2 separate regions of the Zea mays genome follow, and region 2 is linked to region 1. The links are chromatin contacts, called in public Hi-C maps. All regions are on one chromosome and are shown on one strand. Each heading gives the region's core, a stretch centred on a gene start, on an enhancer-like site or on the middle of the called end of the contact. The rest is flanking DNA. Distances are from core to core; before and after follow the strand shown. Region 1 holds the start of LOC100192481. Region 2 holds the start of LOC100192078 (FAD/NAD(P)-binding oxidoreductase family protein).

Region 1 (4,135 bases), core at 633-3,132:
GGCGGTTGCTGGAAACTGGCTTCAACTTGTATCGAAGCATCCAATCGATGCGTTTCCCGGGTCTAACAAGGCATCTTTAATTAAATTTTTTTCCTTTCTTGTGAAGATAATATATATGTAATTCATGTAGGTGGGGTAATCGGTCGCGCGAGGCTTTATTTTTACTCAAAAGATAATATATGTAATTCCTGTAGAGGCTGTATGCTTGTAGCGAGTGATCTGGGATAGATCGTTGCTCATCTTTTTACCAGATCGGATTACCATGTTTAAAACACGGAAGCAAACTTAACAAGTGGTTTAATTATTAGTGGGTGCATGGAAATTATTAAGTAAAAAAAAGAAAAGAAAAGACTGGGCAGTAGATTGTAAGAAAGTGGGCAGTAGCTAGGAATCTAGGATATAAAAAAGGGAGAGGCAGGCATGCACTCACTCGACACTACAGGCTACTTACTGCAGGTAGAGTGGAGGGGTGGATGGATGGATTTGAAGTCCAAGACAATGCAAGCCTAGATGGAATGGATTGTTTATATAAATATAGTATTAGGTCCACCCACTGGTTGTTAGCTTGGGAGATCGATGACTAGATGATGAGACGAAGGGCATCCATCCGTCCGTCCGTCCGTCTCTAACCACAGTCAGCACCCAGGCCATGCATGCAAACCTTTGATTTGAAGAGAGGTTACTAGCTAGTAAGCATCAACGCCGTACGTGCGGCTAGCTAATAAGCCAGCTCTGCAATTTGGTGCACAAAGAAATGAGGGGAGGGTCTGGTCTGGTTGGTGGACCCGTGCCACCGCGTAAGCTCGTGGACCACCCAACGAGGAGGAGGTGGTGGGGACGGGAATGCAATTGCAAGGAAGAAGAAAGGGGGAGGGGAGGGGAGATGGCCCCCGCCCGCCACTAATTGTTTTTGGGGTTGGGGGTGTCACACGTGATAAATCCCCTTCGCCTGCCTCCATGCCTTTGTCCTCAGATGATCTCTCTCTCTCTCTCTCATGATTCTGCGTATCTCGCCCATCAGCTGTAGCTGGCATCAGAACCAACGGAAAAGGGCAGCAGGGTGCACTATAGGAGCGGGCACTGATGGAGTGATGGGAGTCGTCACCAGTGATTTCCAACGCGATCCATCTCCAGCTTTTTCATCAGTCTTGTTTTTACTGCACGAGACAAACCAATCTTCATCACAAATCAGTTTTTTTTTACTGCACAAGAGAAGCCATAGCAGGCCAGCACAAGGGCTCGCTATAGCTAAGGTAGATAGATATAGACAGCGAACGATATGTAAAACGAGCGAGAGATGCAGATGCCTAGGCTTTGTCGTAAAGAAACAACTCGGCGGCAAGTAGCTGGAGAGGAGACGGCTCCTACTCCTGCTCTGCTCCTGTGGTGGTTACACCAGCAAATAAACTCCAAGCTGCCCCAACAGTAGCGAAGGGAAGGGAGGGAGGGGTTAGTTAACCCTGGCCTGCCCAGCAACCAATTCATACATTTAATTTAATAAAGTGGGGGCAAAAAATCATTTCTTTTTTGGAGGGAGGAGGCACGCATTATTCCATATTTGGTGCTGTTGTTAGTGGGTGCTGCTATAGCCAAGCACAGCTTCAGCTCCAGCTTCTTGTCCCCTCCCAGCCCTTTTCCATATCACTCGAGGTCAAGGAGGAGAGGGAGGGAGCTCAGACTCTTGCCTGCCTGGTGCTCTGCAGAGGAGAGAGAGGAGGAAGAGGAGGAAAGGGAGCTATAGATTAGCTCCTTTTTTTTCTTTCTTTCTGGAGCTGTTATTTTATCCGGGGAAGGATCTGGTTTTGTCCCCCGTATTGGGAGGATTTATTATCTTTCTCCTTCTTCCCCCTCCCCTCGACCCTCTCAGCCTCACCAGGATCAGCTTTGTTGCTGCGGAGGCAATCCCTGTCGCCTGCTCCCTCCCCATGAGAGTACCACGCCACGCACACCCTTCAGGTCCAGCTCGCCTCCCCTCCCATTTTCTCAGTACAATCTGCACCATGCTGCTGCATGAGCAGACGGAATTCTTCTATCTGGTTCGCCCGATGAGAAGAAAAAAAAAAGTAGTCTGAATTCTGCTTTCTCACGCTTGCTGTTCATCGCTTCCCGAGCCGATTAGCAGAGAGTCGGTAGGGTGCTGCTGTTTCTTCTCTCTGAATTTGGATGGAGAGACTGAGCTCCGAATTCAGTTTCGACACGGACGCGGGACGATGAATCAGTTGGTCTTTTTTTTTTCTTTTTCTTGTGCTGCTGTTGGGTTTTCTGAGATTGAGGTGGTGGCACGCGCACGCGCTCACCAAAGTTCTTCCTTCCCTCGCTCTGCCGTACGCACCGACGACCAAAGTTACTGATGATGCTGCCGAACCACGTAGTATCCCGGTTCCTTCGAATTCTCTCTTTGTTTCTAGCGTTGGGGCCCTCGGGGTTGGGGATGGATGAATTCTCCGAATTCCCCCTTCCTCTTTGGATGTTTCTACCATTGGAAGAAAGCCAAGCTCTGTTCCCTTTACTCCTGCCCTTTTTTTATGTGGTTCTATTTGTGCTGTGTTGCAATTACTTATTACTGCACCCCAAGTGCGTTTTTCGACCAAGGAAATCTTACGTCTTTTCATCTTCTTCTCTGTTATCTAGTATTATACAGCCGCATCTGTTGTTGCAGCTGTTCGGATTGGTATAGCTGCAATCCGTAGAAATACTGTGCCAGTCACAACTGAATTAAAGCTGCGGGTGTTTTTTTTTTTTTGCCTCCTAATTCTCTCCTGCTTTCAGCCACTTTTACGTCGTGAATATATAGTTTCTACTAGAATTTTTTTTGTTGTTTTTGTTGTGTGTGCCTCAAGACCGTGGACGAGGAGGCTAAGCAGTTTTATCTCTTCTCCCAGATTGAACAGAAAAAGGGCTTATTAGTTCGAATTATTTGATTTTTGGTTTCTTGAGGCGTGTGATTGTTTGTCTTGGTATAGCAGATCGAATTTTGTTTCGTACTAAACCGTTTTTTGCGAACAAAGTTTCTGTTTTTTTTTGGGTACTAAATCGGCGTGTCATTTATACTGCTGCAGAGAAGAGAGAACTTATAATCGATCTTGGATTTCTTGTGACTCGATTTCAGGAACGCCGTAAGCTGAAGCTTTCAGTCGGCTGCTGAAACCTCGTTCATCAGTCAGTCTCCAAGGCGGTTCGATCGTGGTGGCCATCATCAGCCGAGCGGCCAGAGCTGCACGATGGCTACCTACTACTCGAGCCAGGGCAGTGAAAGGGAGCCGTCGCAGAACATGTACTCCAGAGACCCCGGCAATGGCACCGCGTCCTACCCTCCTCTGCCGTCGGCTCTGGGGAACTTGCTCTACTTGAACAGCCCGGCTTCTGGCGGGCCGTACACGGATTTCGGCGGCGTCCAGCAGGACTGCATCGAGATGCCTGAACCTGGACATCCTTCGGTGATGTCCCATGACTCGTCTGCCAGGGAGATCGAGCCCGACATGCTGGGGCAGCAGCGGCGCTCGTTCGGCCTAGCCAGAGGCATGAAGGACGAGGTGCTGATGCGCATGATGGATGGATCAGGATCACATAGCAGCGCAGCCGATGCCATCCATGACGACGCCCCGAATGGCATACAGCTCGATTTCGGCGTTCTGGGCAGCCACGGCCCGCCGGCGCAGGGCGGCCAAGGCTCCTTGTCTCTGAGCCTCAACACGCACATCATGGCGCCTGCCTTGCCGTACTGGCCTGTCGTCAAGGCAGACATGCTGTCGCCGCACTCCTACGACCATGGCTGCGGCGGCGGCAGCGGCGGCCTTGGCTCGGAGCCGTCGCGGGCGATCCGGAACTCGAGGTATCTGAAGGCGGCACAGGAGCTGCTTGACGAGGTCGTCAACGTCTGGAACAGCATCAAGCAGAAGGCCCAGAAAGAGCAGGTGGAGGCAGGGAAGACGGAAGGGAAGGAGAACGAGGGAGGAGGGCCCAAGAGTGAGGGTCCGCAGGAGTCTGGCGCCAACGCTGCACCGGAGCTTTCTACTGCCGAGAAGCAGGAGCTTCAGAACAAGATGGCGAAGCTGATGGCGATGCTGGACGAGGTGGGTGACTGAAAACTGAAAACTTCTTCTTCCTCCTCCTCTTCTTCTTCTTCATAATTTCT
Region 2 (4,361 bases), core at 1,413-3,912, 910 kb after region 1:
AGACGCGATGCAGAGAGCGCTCGCGATGGGGAGGTCCGGACGGGAGGGAGGCAAAGATGGCAGGCGTCCGGTGCACGCTCGGAGGAGAACGGGGATGTCGGGGTGTGCAGGTGGGCATGGGTCCGGCGCCTACTTGCGGGAGCGGCGGCGCCGGAGACGGGAAGTGTGGGGCGCGGATGGCGCAGAGTGGGTGGGGTGGAGGCGGGGGCATACACGGGTGTGGACGCCTACACTGCTGTCTTATAGAGTAGTAGTAGATACACACGGTTTTGGTCTCTCTTGTTGCTTGCGTGATTTACTGCTGGAGCTGGGGATCACATGCACACATGTCTGCATGCGTCCAATACCATTTCCCCTAAAAACCGCACCCCCATGCATGAGCGTCTGCGACTGTCATTGCTAGCCTGATCGATCGATCATTATGCACCAGCGCACACGACGACAGCTGATAATATATATTATTTTGAAGACGAACAAACCACTGTATTTATTTTTTTTGCAATTAAATAAACAACCCGGCCGCGTGCTGTTCATGAATGTATCACTTTGCCATCATCAGTACTAGTCATCACAATAATTATTGCATTATCGGATGTACTGCAGCAGCAGTAGGAAGATGTCGAGTCAATCTGTCCGCACCCAAATATAATGGTGGGTCGACGAGATGGCACCGGCTATCTATCTATAGAAAATAAATAAAAAAGCAAAAGAGAACGGTCGGGTGCAATCGTTGCGTGTTTTTTTATATACATTATCTGTTTTTGTTGGACGTCGTTGTGATCGATGATGATGTCTTTTTGAATCAACACAAGTTTTTCCTTAGGGCTATTTATTTTAGGAGCTAAAATACTGGAGAATGTTGGAGGGGCTAAAATAAACCCTTTTTATTAAAATTGAATAAGAAGAGAATTTTAGTCCCTTCAACATTATTCGGTTCTAAACTAGTCTTTAATACACGAGACAAAAGTATGAATCGCGTGCATATCTACGTTGTTGTCCTCACTATTGAATATTGACACCCCGGCTGACCGGCGCCTCAATTCAGTCCGTCCATGCATGTGCCCTGTCAATATGCCGTCGACGTCCGTTATTAATCCTGACAACGACTGAGTTTAGGTTGGGTACAAGCACATAGAGTTCAGTATTATTAAGTGATTAGAAGCAAGCTAAGTAGAGATCGTAATAGATACTATCACAATACATCTCAATCTACTTCAATCTCTCTCGTTCTAGAGTATCTAAACTAGACCTACATCGTTTCACTTTATATCATCCTCCTATATCACACTAAAATTACAAACTATTATTTCTCATATCTATTTATCACACGGTCTCTTTTTTTCTACAACTAACAAATACATGTGTGCACTGAAATCGAGGGAGTAAGTCACCCTGCTTCTGCTGCTACGTACTGTAGCAGCTTGGGTAGAGTGAAACCGCCGAACGCTCTGTCGCCGCCACAGATACTGGACCGGGCGGTGAAGTGAACCGTTGTTCACACACACTCTCAGTATGATATTGATACCCCTGTCTCTGCAAGTGCAAGTAGGCGTGTGAATGAATGGAATTCTGAACCCACACGTATAGTAAGTACGTACGTCGACGTGGGGCAGACGGCTCCAGCCTCCATGCATCAGGCTAACTGACAAATTAAACTGAAAAAGAGGCATGCCTGCCATGCCATGCCATGCTCGCCGGTGATGATAGCGCTAACTGACAAACTGAAAGATGCCTGCGTTGCCTAGCTACCGAAGGAAATGTGAACGCTAGTACGTACGTGCAGTCAGCGCGGCGGGAGTAGTATGTAGTGCAAGCATGGGTGAGCACTGGGAAGACAGCAGCTCCACGCCGCCACTTGAGCTGCTAGATACTTGACCAGATAGTTGTTAAAACGCACAAAGGAACAAAAAAAAGTCTGGATTATTTTTTCCTTAAGAAAGTTAGAATCATTTACGTAATCTTTATTATACTCAGATTCTTCTAACAGTCATATTTTTAGAAAAAACTAGTCAGAGAAAAGTTAAACCAAACATACCCTATATTATTAAGCTCTTGAGCACCATCTTTGTTGCTCCTGCTGCTTTGCCTTTCTGAAAAGATCCAACAGGGAAAGGAACGCCCATCTTTTCTTCTTCTTCCGCCTTCTTTTGTACAAAAAAAAAAGGCGCTCAAGCTAGGCCTGAAACCGGACCAAGTTCAATTCGTTCTCTCCGGTGGGCCACAGACATATATATATATGTGTGTGTTATATATATGCTGTGCTTTCTTGTGGCCAGCAAATCGGCTCATCATGCTGTGATATATACGTTCATATATAGCTTCTTTATTTGAGAAATCTGAACCTACTACATATAGCTGATTCTACTACTTCCGTGCGCTATGCTATCCAAACTAAAATGTGAGGATTTTAAAATCATCGTTCTGGATCTCAGTTGGAATTTATAAAATTCAGCGTACAAATTTCAGTAGAATGGATCTCAAATTGGAAGAAGCAGGCCCGGCCCAATTCCAGAATCATCGTTAACAAGCGGCCAGACTAGATACGAGGGTGGGCCCAGTTATCAAGGTGATTGTGTGAAGTGTAGAGCGCCCACCTCCGTCAGCTGGGCACACGTAGATATAGCAGTAGCAGCAGCGGAGCTGTTCGACGAAATGCCGCCATGGCCGCCGTGTCTCCAGCCTACCCTCACCACCGCTCGCCGCGCCACCGTATTCTCCAGGACGAGATGTCTCTCTTCTACCCCCGCCTCTCCTACCTACGAGCAGGTAAGACCCATGTGCCCTGTCGCCGCTAAGCTCTTTTCATGCCATGATGTCCCCCGCCCGCCGCAGCGTTTGAGCTTGGTGTCATCTCGTCTGTGCAGGGGCAGCACGAGGAGGAGCCATCGTTGGTCGTTGTGGGGGGCGGCGCGGCGGGCGTGTACGCCTCCATAAGGGCCAAGACCCTTGCTCCGCACCTCAACGTCGCGGTTGTGGAGAAAGGCAGGTTCTTGTCCAAGGTCAAGATCTCCGGCGGTGGCCGCTGCAACGTAACCAATGGCCATCACCTTGAGCCCATGGTAACGAGCAATCTCGCGTCATACTCCTATCTTGGTCGCGGTCGGTGCCCACGCCATCATCCGGCCTGTCACTGCCGTTCTCGTGCTGCTGCAAACATATTTAGCAGTGCCCGTTGTTCTGGGGTTTGCAGGGACTGGCGAGAAATTATCCAAGGGGGAACAAGGAGCTCCGAGGATCCTTCTTTACCGCTCACGGTCCGCAGGATACCATGCGCTGGTTCACAGATCACGGTGTAAAGCTTAAGGTAGCCGACTAGTTGCTTCAGGATCTTGTATTCTGTATGCATTCCTCCGCAGCTACTGGTTGCTAATGTTGCTCCCTTCCTCATGTTGGTTGTCATGTCACTGTCAGACGGAGGACGATGGCAGAGTCTTCCCTGTCACTGACAATTCAGCTTCAGTTGTAGACTGTCTACTGAACGAAGCAAGAAGGCTTGGGGGTACCTCTTGCTAATTAATTATTATCTTTCCTGTTGATTTCCCCCTGATGCTGTGGCCACCACTCCCTGACCACTTCAAAACCAAATGGAAGTTTCTCTGCAGGCCGGCAAAACTGTGTCTAGTGCATCTGTTGCTCAAGACGGGAAGTTTGTTCTCAAGGTGGAGAAGCGTACTGCCGATCTTGTTGATTATATCAACGCTAATTACATCTTGGTTGCTACAGGTAGCAGCCAACATGTACGTAAATTCTTTTTTGCCCCTCTCGTTGCAAATTCATATCTTTTCACCATATCATAGGGCAAAATGGTACGCAGTTAACGTCTTGCTTACCTGTAGGGCTATTCAATCGCTGCACAACTCGGTCATTCCATTATTGCACCAGTTCCCAGCTTGTTCACATTTAAAATCGCAGACAAGCGGCTGGCTGATCTCGCCGGGGTATGCATCCACATAAACTGTTTCAAATCCCATGCTAAGAGATAAGAATTACTCTATCCAGTAATAGAATAGTGATAATTTATAAGTCGTGCAGCCAAATTACATGAGTTTCCTCTGTTTACCTGCCTACTAGTATCCATAATTTAATTGCTACTGAGGAGGAACATGATTAAACATCAAGCATGCGTCTTACAGAAGGAAGCCTCACCGCACAGCTGATTTTTGTTCATAACAGGAGTACTGAGCGGCAATGACTTTTACCCCTGTGTTTTCTGCTATGTAGGTTACATTTCCAATAGTCAAAGCAAAACTGAAGCTAGATGGTGTTCAAAAAAGTGTTCCCGAGTTAACTCAGGTGAACATGCCATTTCTTTTCAGCAATTGGCGGGCTCTTAGAGAGGTAGTCAACTGGTTATACACATC

Evidence for each region. A called contact is a pair of places that touch in the nucleus more often than the background predicts.
Region 2: a contact with region 1 is called in a Hi-C map of leaf, with 8 times the contacts expected there. The contact joins the promoter of LOC100192078 here to the promoter of LOC100192481 in region 1. A contact is called at or near these places in 2 of 25 Hi-C or Micro-C datasets (leaf and leaf mesophyll).

What each region holds. Positions count from the first base shown.
Region 1 is chr1:183,672,317-183,676,451 of Zm-B73-REFERENCE-NAM-5.0, forward strand. LOC100192481 reads left to right here and starts at 1,883. Exons shown (of 5, transcript NM_001137701.1): 1 at 1,883-1,956; 2 at 3,110-4,073. The coding sequence starts at 3,222.
Region 2 is chr1:184,576,662-184,581,022 of Zm-B73-REFERENCE-NAM-5.0, forward strand. LOC100192078 (FAD/NAD(P)-binding oxidoreductase family protein) reads left to right here and starts at 2,663. Exons shown (of 15, transcript NM_001137501.1): 1 at 2,663-2,766; 2 at 2,865-3,059; 3 at 3,191-3,304; 4 at 3,412-3,499; 5 at 3,592-3,737; 6 at 3,837-3,938; 7 at 4,222-4,293. The coding sequence starts at 3,057.